Linked DNA regions of Rattus norvegicus: region 2 is linked to region 1. Evidence: chromatin contacts called from public Hi-C data. All regions are on one chromosome and are shown on one strand. The core of a region is the stretch at or near the end of the contact, and the rest is flanking DNA. Distances in the headings are between cores, read along the strand shown. Region 1 overlaps Arid1a (AT-rich interaction domain 1A). Region 2 has its middle 61 kb from the start of Rps6ka1.

Evidence for each region. A called contact is a pair of places that touch in the nucleus more often than the background predicts.
Region 2: a Hi-C map of Schwann cells shows a contact between it and region 1, with 1.8 times the contacts expected there. The contact joins two enhancer-like sites.

Annotation. Positions count from the first base shown.
Region 1 is chr5:151,199,374-151,205,579 of GRCr8, forward strand. It overlaps Arid1a (AT-rich interaction domain 1A), which reads right to left. Exons shown (of 20, transcript NM_001401279.1): 11 at 4,859-5,068; 12 at 3,117-3,324; 13 at 1,661-1,793; 14 at 1,319-1,491; 15 at 524-674; 16 at 281-448; 17 at 104-203. Among named protein-coding and RNA genes, the nearest start is that of Pigv, 17 kb to the left of the region's middle. Within about 2 kb of position 2,633, at least 23 of the 93 cell types and tissues checked have an H3K27ac peak or open chromatin away from gene starts, as enhancers often do. A contact at or near this core is called in Schwann cells, where this site is marked.
Region 2 is chr5:151,337,554-151,343,841 of GRCr8, forward strand. No RefSeq gene overlaps it. Among named protein-coding and RNA genes, the nearest start is that of Rps6ka1, 61 kb to the right of the region's middle. Within about 2 kb of position 2,943, at least 10 of the 93 cell types and tissues checked have an H3K27ac peak or open chromatin away from gene starts, as enhancers often do. A contact at or near this core is called in Schwann cells, where this site is marked.

The DNA.
Region 1 (6,206 bases), core at 1,383-3,882:
TAGCCAAAATGCATATTACGGATGCTATGGATTACACTGGGTGGCTTACAGACGGCTTTCAGGGGCAATGGGTGTGGGTATATCCCCAAACTCGCTTCCTTACCTGCTGCTGCTGCTGCTGATACATTGTGGTCTGCTGGCTGGGGAAGGGACTGCTGGAAGGGGTGCCTTGGGTGGAGAACTGATTGCCATAGGAATCGTGTCTGCAGAAGAAGGAGTGGGTCATGGTGGAGAATCACAAACCTGAGCAGCACAGGCAGAGGAAGCAGGAGTCACTCACCGCTGCTGCTGCTGCTGCTGCTGCTGCTGCTGCTGCTGCTGCTGCTGCTGCTGCTGCGGGGGGTAGCGGCTAGGAGAATACATCCCCGAGTCTGGGGTGGAAGGCATGAGATTTGGCTGAGGGGCTCCAGTGCCCATATTTCCTTCAGGGCCAATTCCAGGCTCCGTCCTAAACAAGATTGGAGAAGAGAATTGAGCAAAGTATAGCTTCAGGGTATCCAGGGTGGGATGGGCAGGGGCTTACCTCACTCTGTCGTAAGGACCTCCATAGGGATAGTGCTGTCGTGGTCCCATAGCCACATTACCCAGCCCAGGGCCAGCAGCACGGCTGTAGGGGTCACCCATCCCGCCGTTGGGACCCTGCCCTGAGGACATGAAGGGATCACTTCCTGGAGCTGAGTACAAAAAGGAAGGCAGTGAATGAGGAAACCAGCAGGTTGGCAGGCTCATCAATGTACACATTCCTGCGACACGGTTCCAGGCTCTCTACAGAACATGGTGTCTTCCTGTTTCTTTCCTGACAGGTTAAATAGAGAATGCCAAGTCTTAAGAGTGGCTAGGTAAGGGCTGGAGAGATGGCTCAGCGGTTAAGAGCACTGACTGCTCTTCCAGAGGTCCTGAGTTCAAATCCCAGCAACCACATGGTGGCTCACAACCATCTGTAAGGGATCTGATGCTCTTTTCTGGTGTGTCTGAAGACAGCTACAGTCTATTTATATATAATAAATAAATCTTTAAAAAAAAAAAAAGAGTGGCTAGGTAAAGCAAGTTGAAAGAGAAAAGGAGGAGGAAAAAATATATAAGAGTTTGGTGGCTAAGTGTGTGGGGCTCAGTGGGATGAAACTTGCCTAAGGTAAATGACTCCCTTGCTTCAGCCTCTAGCATCATCCCAGAAAGGAAAGAGGACAAGGCCGGCAGGGGGAAGGGAAGAGTATGGTGAAGGGTGACACACAGAAGCATTTCAGAGGCTCTCTCAGCACTACCACCAAGCCACTCAAACTCCACAGGCATAAGCCAGCACCACCCAGCAGTCAGTCACCTTTCCTCATGCCGCCATAAGGATCCTTATTTGGCTCATAGGACATGCGCCCCATCATGTCAGAGGTATTCATACTGGGCTGGTACCCAGGGTTTGGAGTCATGGAATTCCGCTTCTGGAATGTGGGCTCACTTCCATCAGGAAAGGCATCCTGGATTCCAACTGAGTTGCTCCTGCTCCAGAGTGAGGAAAACTAATGAAGCCCCCCATACACCAATTCCTCAGATAAGTCAAGAACCATAGAAGCCACGGGTGGGGGAGTGAATAGGCATGAACTGCCCTCCTCAGGTTACCCCAGGTTACCCCCAGACACACCCAAGAGTTCCTGATCATGAGCCTTACCTCATGCCTGGTAAGGGGGGAATTTGACTATGTGGTGTGGATGCTGGAGTTGGTGGCTTCAGGTCTCCTCCTTCTGCCATAGAACTGCTGGTTGACTGAGGCGTTTGTGGCCCCTGCATAGACCCTGATCCTGCTGTGGACAGAGAGGCAGGGTGAGCAGCTAACTATAAAATTACGGATGCTTTAGAGTCTGGGTGTATGCACATATGCATTTGTATGCGTCTGTTTCTCTCTTCTGAGACAGGGTCTCATACTGTGGAGCCCAGGCTGCTTGGAACTAAGGATCCTTTCTTTCAGCTTCCAGAGTGCTGGGACTGACACTGTGTTTGCCTTCCCAGGATCCCTCTGTGAGAGACTTTCAGAGTCAGTGATGTAAAGGGATTGGATCTTATCACTTATGGAAGCATGTCCTGATCAAACACAAAACACTGGCATACAACAGTTCACATACAAGAGCTGCACACCTGAGCTCCAAGAAACATCCCCCCACTTTGATGTTTAAGGGTTGGCTGCAGTCTTGCTTTGGAGAAAGGAGGCGGATGTTATTTTGCACCAGGTCATTTAAGCCTTGGGTAGCTTCCTGATTACCTAGCTTTCTTTCTCCAAAGAACCTGTGTAACCTATTAAACATCCCCCGATGCTGAGCAGTGAATGACTAATTAGAGCCCCCAAAGTACAGGGTGTAGAGCGGAGTCACATGGCCAGAGCCTAGTGTTTCTATCAGGCACCCAGCAAAATGTCACCCTTAGGTTCTTTCTAATATTCCTCTAAAGAGCACAGAACTCCCAGTGATGAGCATTTCCACTAGGTACCGTTCGTTTCTAGCATTAGACAGCACACTTCTGAGGCCTTCCCAAGCTGATGAGTCATCTCAGGCACACATCACACCCTCAGAGGTCAAAGACAGGGCACATATGTTTACACCTACCTTCTAGGGCCCTGGCCTCTTTCCCATGCTAGCCTAGGCCCAGCCTCCTCTGAGAACAGAGGGTAAAGCAGCACTCCTGTCATCAGAGAAGTCCCATTCATATTCCCTCTCTACCCTCTAACCATTCATTACCATCCCAGCTCTCCCGGGAGTTTACAGCTCTCTTCTGAGCTGCATTCTAAGGCACTGACATCAGCAGGCCGAAGCTCCCAGATGGCCCAGCCACACTGCTATTTGTCAGTTTTCCCTCACTCCTCTGGTGTCCCTCCCACTCACTAGTTTACAAACATTTGGCAAAATGCCAGGCGTACAACAGGAAAATGAGAAAGTTAAAACTTAAGGCTGCTGCACGGCACCTCCCAAGGGAGTCGCCACTACCGCTCTTTAGTCTGCCAACCTGCCAAGCCACGTGGATGGGTAAAAACACACACCCCTGGCATCTGCTCTGCTCCCTGGAGGAAGGGAGGGAGGCACCACTACCTAGGGAAGTGTGCCCTCAACCTCAGTGGGGTGCTCAGCCATTCTTACCAGGAGAGGGAGGCTGGATCTTGGGTTGGGACTTCTTGGAATCAGCAGCTGCAAAGATATCAGGGGGAGGGTCTTCTCCCCGCTCAATCTTGCACTCAAAGGCATAGAGACACTGGATATACTGCTTTTTCAAGGAGCTGGCGGCACTGCTCGATGTGCCCACATTGAGGTTGGTTGCAAGTTCCCGCCATTTTTTGTTTTTGTTGACCTGAAAGACCACCAGAAGAGTCATAGTACACTTGACCCAGGCTTCCAGCTTGGCAAGAAGCTTCCAGTTTGAAGTAACTGCAAGCAGCGCTGCTTCTTAAGACAGGACAAGCAGAAGGCTGACGTTGGAACAGAACTCAGTGCCTAGTCTGGATGCTCTAACCCTCACCCTCTAACTTCTTAAAGCTAATGATTTCTACATGATTCTTCACCACCAGTGTGAGGCTGTCAACCTAAGGACAGCCAGTCCACTGTTCTGCCTCCTTGTTTCAGTCCCAGGACATACTGACCAAGACTATTTCCCAAATATTCTTCTAATTAGTACTGTGGCAGACAGACAGGTCTGGATCCATAGTGTATTCTTCAGCACAGGGCCAGCTTATGCCTCTAGTGCAGAGAACACTGGTACAAGCAAACATTTTGGACTATGACACCTTTGAAGTGATAGTTGCAATCTTCAGAGCTTAGAGAAGCTCTAGATAACCTCCACGGAAAGGAGGTGACCACAACACTTTGCAAGGTGGCACTGGGTGGGGAGAGTATCGCTTTGGTTGTTTGTAAAGTTAGCAACAGTCGTGTTTAACTGCACATTATCTCCTACCCTGTAACATCGGACCCGTCTACTGGGATGATCTTTCACTGACCTGTCAGACAAGCTCAGGACTCAGTCTTGCCTTTCTCAGGGCCTTCACTTAGAAAGGAATTCTTACTGTCTTTGGAATATAACTACTTAACAGCAAGTAAGATTTCCTTTTTGAACTGGAGGACAAGCTTTGTTCTGTATCTCATCCTATGCTCAGTGAGTTCAGAGCCCCACCAATCAGAAGGCAAGTTATAAGCAACCAATCCCCCTTTCCCACAAGTAGGAAACAAGGACCAAATGGCAGTGGAAAGCAGATATGCACGCAGGGTCACCTCAGCCGCCCTATGTGGCTCTGCTTCCCACGCCAGTTACATGGCAGCCTGCACGTGCCCTATTCTGTTTTGTTTTCCTTTGTGGGGGAGGGGAAGGAAGCCTGAAGGGAGAAGGGATTCAGAAATGATTAGTAGTTGGCTTCGTTCCAATCACTTTCTTTTCTGCTGGTGACAGCTGTTTTCCTTTTCTGATTTAGAAGGTTTGGAATAAGTTTCTTGCTGTCAGGCTCTCCCACCCTCACTAAGAGTTTCTGGTCTGTACAATAATGAAAAGATCACAGAGGAAAGCCTACAAGGCAGAGTGAGCCTCACTTGTCAGCCTCTCTGGCTAAACAGAAACGGACCGTGAAGTATGGCAGTGGCATTTCCAGTAAGGACTGAACTCTTCTCTGAAGTCACAGTATAAAGGAAGGCTTCCATCATTTAACTTCTTCCTCTGCAACTAACTCTATAAGCAATTTCCCTGGAAGACAGAGTCTGGTTCCCATAGTCTGGACTCTTGCAGAAGCTTTACGTGGATCATTTCTAACATCTGACATGACATCACGTGTTTTAAGTGTCTCAGAACATGACCCTGTGGGATAAACGGTACTCTCAAAAGCCAAATGTCTGGTGCTTACCTGAGTCAGCCCACCAATCTCCTTCACAGACACATAGAGGCGATAGAGGTCCAGAGGCTTCCTCCCAACAGCAGGCAGATTTGTCATGCCCATGGCCTTTTCCTCTGTGAAGGCCAGGTACCGGTCCACCCACATCTTCCTCTCGGGCTCACCACCCAACTCATACAATTTGGTGATCTTCTCATTGGTGGTGGTAGAAGAACTGGACTTCTGGAGAGAGGGTTGAAATAAGCGTCTTAAAGTCTAGGCCTTTGTACATGCTGGCGGCTGCAAGTCCCTTCTGTCCACCCTCTACCTTTGAGAGAGCTGGTCTAGAGCCTGAGCTGCTGTTGAGATTCCCCTGCTTCGGTCTCCCAGGTAGCTCAGAAGTTACTTGTTCTTTTGTAAAAATTGTGCATGATAGTAAAGGTGTGAGCGTCACCGTGAAGCTGCAGATCCAGGACAGTTGTTCTACCGGTACAGAAGCTCACTGAGATATGTAGACTTTGGATTTGGTCAATTTGGCTGTGTCATTATTTTTATTTCAAAGTTGTCTTTTTAATGTTAAAATTTAAAAATTACTTCATGTAAACGACTGTTTTGATTGTAAGTACAAGTGTTCTACATGTGTTAGGTGCTTGCAGGACCAGGAGAGGGCATGTGATCAATGGACCCCACCTGGAGCTGGAGTTAGAGACAGTATCAACACCAGTGGGTGCTGGAAATTGGACCCAGAACCTCTGGAAGAGCAACCAGTGCTCCTAACCACTGAGCCATCTCAATAGACCCCAACTTTGTTTTTTTGAGCCAGGGTTTCTCTGTGCAGCCCTGGCTGTCCTAGCATCACTTTGTATTATACTAGGCTGGCCTCCACAGAGCTCTACCTGCCCAGGCTCACAGCGCTGGGACTGTAGGAGTGCGCTGCCTCCTCCATGACGCTGACTGCAGCTCTGCATTTCATTTTGTTAAATATTCAATTTTTAAAAATACTGATGTGTACTGGGTATAGTGGCACACATCTTTAATACCAGCAATGAAGGAGGCAGAGAGGCAGATGGATTTCTGCGTTGAAGGCCAACCTGGTCTATATAGTGAGTTCTAGGTCACACAGAGCTATACAGTGAGACCCTGCTTCAACCCACTCACTCCCCAACAAAATAAACAGCCAGGGGCTCATCAGGTAAGCATGATAGCTGTTTTCAGAGGCCTGGGTCTGGGTTCCAGTCAGGTGGTTTCCCACGTCGCTGTAACTTCAGCACATCTAGTTTCAGCCTACAGGGAGTTAAGAACCCCATCCCCTCCTGCATCACTGGCCTGCTTGTCAGGTGTAGAACCAACCATTTCTGCTGCTCTGAGTATGTCTAGGAAG
Region 2 (6,288 bases), core at 1,693-4,192, 140 kb after region 1:
GGTTAGGGGTTAGGCTCAGTGGTAGAGTGCTTGCCTAGCAAGCACAAGGGCCTGGGTTCAGTCCCCAGCTCCGAAAAAAAAAATTAATTATTTTAGGTGTATTAGTAGATTTTTTTTTTCTTTTGAGACAGGATATTTTTACATAGCCCTGGCTGTGCTGCAACTCACTCCGTAGACCAGGCTGTCCTAGAACTCACAGAGATCCACCTGCCTCTGCCTCCTGAGTGCTGGGATTAAAGGCGTGTGCTACCATGCCCTGCTAGGTGTGTTTTGTCTGCATGTAAGCATGGTTATCATGTGCATGCCTGTATCCATGGAGGTCAGAATAGGGTGTAAGATCTCCTGGGAGAGTTGTGAGCCATCTTGTGGGTGCTGGGAATTGAACTCCTGTCTTTCCCAAGCTCTTGTTTGTATGCTGTTGCTGACACACCAGAAGAGGGCATCGGATCCCATTACAGATGACTGTGAGCCACCATGTGGTTGCTGAGAATTGAACTCAGGACCTCTGGAAGAACAACCAGAGCTCTTAACCACTGCGCCACCTCTCCAGCCCCTCAACAGCTGTTCTTAAACGTTGAGCCAACCCCTGTCCCCCATCCTGATCAGGGCTTGGATCATTCTCCTCTGGATCCATGGCAATTGCTCCCATAATTAGCAGTTTCTCCTGCCTAGAACACAAACAAGCAAATGTTCCAACCTGGCAGCTGATGCCGGGAAGGCGAGCCGATTAGAGCTTTCTTTGAGAGGCTCCGTTCGGATTTGAATGTGGCGCCCACATCCTCCCACATCCGGCTATCCTGAGACACCTTTCACTAAAACCTTCCCGATTGTGGTCTCTCTGGCTCACCAAGTTTATCCCGGCACATGGGAGGCAGAGGCAAGAGGATCTCTGCATTTGAGGCTAGCCTGGTCTACAAAGCAAGTTCCAGGATGGCCCGGGCTATGCAGAGAAACCTCGTCTTGAAAAAACAAACACAAACAAACAAACGTAGTCTTAGAAGGAGCTCCCTGGCTCCCTGCTCTCCTAAATTGAGCAATTTAGGAAGAGAGCTCCGCCCCTTTCCTCTCCCCAGTCTACAGCCTGGGGGTTTGCGATGATGAAAGCCGGAGTCTTCTTGAGTGCCATCAAGTGATCAAATGCCGGAGGTGGGGGATGCGAGGGGTAAGGGGGCCGGAATGTTACTACTTCACATAACCGAAGTGTGAAGAGCAGGGGAGCCTCCTCTTTAGATTTTAAAAGTTTCAATAAGATGGGCTGACACCCTCCGGCCCCTCCCTGAACTGCCTGGTGCTCTCCCATCCAGAGAAAGGTTTCTCAGGGCGGGGCGCGTTCTTATCTGGATATAGCTAGGATTTTGTGCACCATTCAGACACTGTGGGGAGAGACAATATCCATTTTCCTTCCAACATCAAGGCAGCCTTTTAAAGCTTTATCCGGACTTATTTTGGTTCCTGCAATAAAAAGGCGAGGTGGGAGAATTATGTCTAACAAAAATAACGCCATTGTGCGCTCCGAGTTTCCCACTGCAGGCCACTTTTAAAGCGTTTTGCCGTCACCTCCGCCGCCTCGCACGCATTCAGGCAGGTTGGCCGCGAACAAAGAAAACTCACTTCACACACACCAGCCCTAAACCTCCACTCTCAGGACAAAAGTGTCCCTCGGCAATGTTTTCCACATGGCTCTGCTGAAGGGCCATTCACTCACTTCGACCCTCTTTTTCTTGGGAGACAAAGGCACCTTTGGGCTGAAGTGACACGGGAGAGTTAGAATCAGATTTGTTATCGGAATTGCAGCCCTCAATTTTAGCAAGAGGCTCAATCTGTCTACGGCTACCACAGCAAGGCGGCCTTTACAATCCGGGAGCACCGGGCCAACTATGCACCTGCAAATATACCACAGAAGACATTGCAGGTTCCAAGCACTTTGAAAACCGATACTTAAACAGTCTCGAGGGACCCGATCCCCCACGTCGGGGATAATAGCTGCTTTGGAATCTGCTATTGGCACCAGAAAGCGTCCTCTGAAGTCACTCAAAAGCCATTTTTATTGTGCATTTGCAAACAAAGAGCCTCACCTCGCCAAAACAAAGTCTGTTACCAAATCAGGGTGGGAAGTCAAACTCATCCCAGGAAGAGTCAATTACCCTGGCAATTTTGTGAGGGGCTGGGAAGCGATTCCTGAGGGAGAGCAGCTCATGGAGGGTGGGTAGAGGGCTTCTGGAAGGGGGCTAGCTTCCAAAACTTTTCCTCCGTGAGAAGGGTGTTCCATTAACTCTGAAACCCTAGCAATTACAACAGAAGGGCCTCCGTGACTTCTGGTTATAAACTTTTTATGATTATTAACTGGGGAAATGTAGATTATGTGGAATTTTTAACAATGAACTTTAAAGCAACCTTGGCTCCTTTCTAAGGGACTTGCTTATCTGCAGTGTTGTAACCCGAAGCTCAGAGTCGGTGTTGGCGACCCTCGTGTCCCTCGCCTGAAAAGCGACCTTCTTACGGGACTCACTTCCTTGATAAGCAGGCAGATGCTCACCGCGCTGTTTATCTGGGGAAAGAAATACGTGTGGGAAAAGAAGCAATTTTCTTCTCATTGCGATTAAATAAAGTCATGATCGCCTGTTGTGGGATTAGCCTGCCACCTGTTGGTCAAAAGGAGAACAGCAGGGAAATAGGGACGAAAGCGCCCATCTAAGGGAAGGGTTTTGATGTAGTCAAAACCTTTCTGCCTCTTTCTCTCCTATTTCCTGTCTGTCTGTCTGCCCGCCCACCCACCTGCCTGTCTCTCTGTCTGTCCGCCCCCTCCCTTTCAACGGTTTACTGGTTTGTTATATGAACAGAGGTACTCATAAAAATGGAACGTGGGTCGGTGAGATGCCTCAGTGTGTAAAGGCACTTTCTGGCAAGCCTAAGAACTGAGTTCAATCCCCGCGACCCACGTGGGTGGATCGCACCAACGCCCACTGGTTGCCCTCTGACTTCCGCACAGACGGTGCTACGTACACACAGGGATTGTAACTGAAAGGTTTCCTGTATGTCAGGAAAAGAAATAGAATGAATAGTCCAAATAAAACTATGAAATAAATGTCAAGAATAGAGAACTGAGGGGTTGGGGATTTAGGTCAGTGGTAGAGCGCTTGCCTAGCAAGCGCAAGGCCCTGGGTTCGGTCCCCAGCTCCGAAAAAAAGAACCAAAAAAAAAAAAAAAAAAGAATAAAGAACTGATGTCACAAGGCTTTCCACAGGAAGGCAGAGGGGAAGTGCTATTATTAAGAGCTTGTTAGGGGCTGGAGAGATGGCTCAGCGGTTAAGAAGAGCACTGACATGGGTTGGGGATTTGGCTCAGTGGTAGAGCGCTTGCCTAGGAAGCGCAAGGCCCTGGGTTCGATTCCCAGCTCCGGAAAAAAAAAGAAAAAAAAAAAAAAAAAAAAAAAAAAAAAAAAAAAAAAAGAGCACTGACCGCTCTTCCAGAGGACCTGAGTTCAATTCCCAGCAACCACATGGTGGCTCACAACCATCTGTAATGGGATCTGGTGTGGCTGAAGACACTTATATAGAATAAATAGATAATTTTTTTAAAAAATTCTCTTGAACAAACTGTTTACCACCGCTTACACTAAACTTGACGAAGTGTGTACAGGACTGTGTTAGCTCTGCTGACCCCTGATCCTACTGACCCCCAACCCCAGATTGGGCAAACAGTTTATTTTTAAAGATAAAGAGAAGGGGTTGGGGATTTAGCTCAGCGGTAGAGCACTTGCCTAGCAAGTGCAAGGCCCTGGGTTCGGTCCCCAGCTCCGAAAAAAAGAAAAAAAAAAAAAAGATAAAGAGAAGATGAGGCTTGAGGATCCAAAGTGCAAGGTTATCCTGGGCTACATACTTCCAGCCCAGCCTAGGCTACATGAGATCCTGTCTCAAAAACAAAACAAAACAAAACAAAAACAAAAACGAAGAGAAAAGCAAGCAAACACAGGCTGGTTCATGGATTTTGAACTTATGTTTCTGCAGACCCAAGGAAATTGAGGTAATTGAGACTGTTTCTTCAGTTTTAATATTCAATATAGAGAACACAGAGGATTATCTTGAACTCAATATCCTTCATCTCCTCCATCTTTCTTTTTTAAAAAAAAATGTATTAATTATATGTGAGTACACTGTAGCTGTCTTCAGACACACCAGAAGAGGGCATCGGATCCCATAACAGATGGTTGTGAGCCACCATGTGGTTGCTGGGATTTGAACTCAGGACCTCTGGAAGAGCAGTCGGAACTCTTTTTTTTTTTTTTTTTTTTTGGAGCTGGGGACCGAACCCAGGGCCTTGCGCTTGCTAGGCAAGCGCTCTGCCGCTGAGCTAAATCCCCAACCCCCAACCCCCAGTCAGTACTCTTAACCTCTGAGCCATCTCTCCAGCCCCACATCCCTCTTTCTTCCTCTTCTTCCTCCTCCTCCTTCTCCTCCTCCTCCTCTTCCTCCTCCCCTCCTCCTCCCCTCCTCCTCCTCTTCCTCCTCTTCCCCCTTCTTCTTTTTTGTAATAGCCCTGGCTGCCCTGGAACTTACTTTGTAGACCAGGCTACCCTTAAGCTCAGAGAATTGCCTGCCTCTGCCTCTCGAGTGCTGGGGTTACAGGCGTGCACCAGTACACTTGGTTTTATGTGCTGCCGGGGATGGAACCCGGGCCTTCATGCCTGCTAGGCAAGCACTCTCCCAACAGAGCCATGCCCCCAGCTTTGTTTGTTGTCAGATGGATGGGATTTGCTGTGTTGCCCCGGACCGAGTGCTTGACCTCAGTTGTCATCTTCCTGCGTAGCTAGAACTAAAGGTGAGTGACATCACAGCTGTCTGATTTCTGTCCATCCTTCCATCCGGCATCCATGTGTTTCCCGTGTACATGAGAATTTGCACATCCTGAGCATGGCCTCTCCCGCTGAACCACACCCCTCCAAACTGCCTTTATTGAATATATTAACGTGTCTAGTGAGGTTAGAACTTGTTACCCCTGAAGGATATCTAAGTTCCAATATGTTCTTGTTTTACTAAGAAACAGCAAATAGGACCAGAGAGATGACTTAGCAGAGGACCTGGGCTGGGTCCCCAGGACTGATGGGTACACTGAATAAGGGCCATGGTTCTAACATCCTAATTTCCAAGCCGGGAGAGTGGAAATGTTATCATTTCCCCCTGGCCTTGGGAAATCCTCTTCCCCTCTTGTGGTGACTCCTAGAATTACCATTACCATAGAAATCATGGATCTACAGGGACTCCTGTAGGAGTCTCCAAGGACTCTGAGAGACTAAAGGCACTCAAGTCAGTGCTCCCTGAGCTGCTCTTCCAAAACCCCACTTATGACAGAGTGTGCTAATGAATGCTTTCAACGTTCAAAAGAGTACAGCCAAGCTGGCACAGTGGTGACACACCATAATCCTACCTCTGGGGAGGTGGAGGCAGGAGGATCGGGAGTTGGAGGTCATCCTTGGCTACACAGTGAGCCTGAGGCCAGCCATATAAAAATATACAGCTTGCTAAAGTGCCTGCTTCACAACCTGAAGACTTGAGTTCTGGTCCCCATTGGTACTGGAGGCCCAGAGACCGGTGGATCCCTGGAGTTCATTCGTTTACAAACCTTGATTAATTAGTCAGTGAGTTCCCGGCTCAGTGAAAGACCCTGAGGCATGGGAGGAAGAAGTTTGAGAAGGGCATGGTGGGGGTTGTGTGAATTGCTTGTGTCTCCATCCCAGAATCCCAGCGCTTGGGAGCGGAGTCAGACAGGTCTCTATGAGAATGAGGCCAGCCTGGTCTACACAATGAGTTCCAGGCTAGCCAGAGCTACATAGTGAGATTGTGAGGCCCTGACTCTAAAAAACAAAGAAAAGAAAAACAAACAAGCAAATGAAACCTAAGAAAGAGAAAAGAAGGTGGGATACCCAAAGATACCTCATTGGGTAAAGTCTGACGTTTTTGTTTTTCTGAGACAGGATTTTTCTGTGTAGCCCTGGCTGTCTTGGAACTTTTTCTATGGACCAGGCTGGCCTTGAACTCCCAGAAATCCACAAGTCTCTGCCTCCTGAGTGTTGGGATATATACATACACACACACACACACACACACACGCACACACACACACACACACACACACACACACACACACACACACACACACACACACACACAGAGGCACTGATAATAACAACCTGAAATGAACAGGTTGATTCACTAGACTTGTGTCCTTGTTTGGACTCAGGTTCTCATGTAGCCCAGGTTAGCCTCCAACTTGCTATGTAATTGAGGTCAG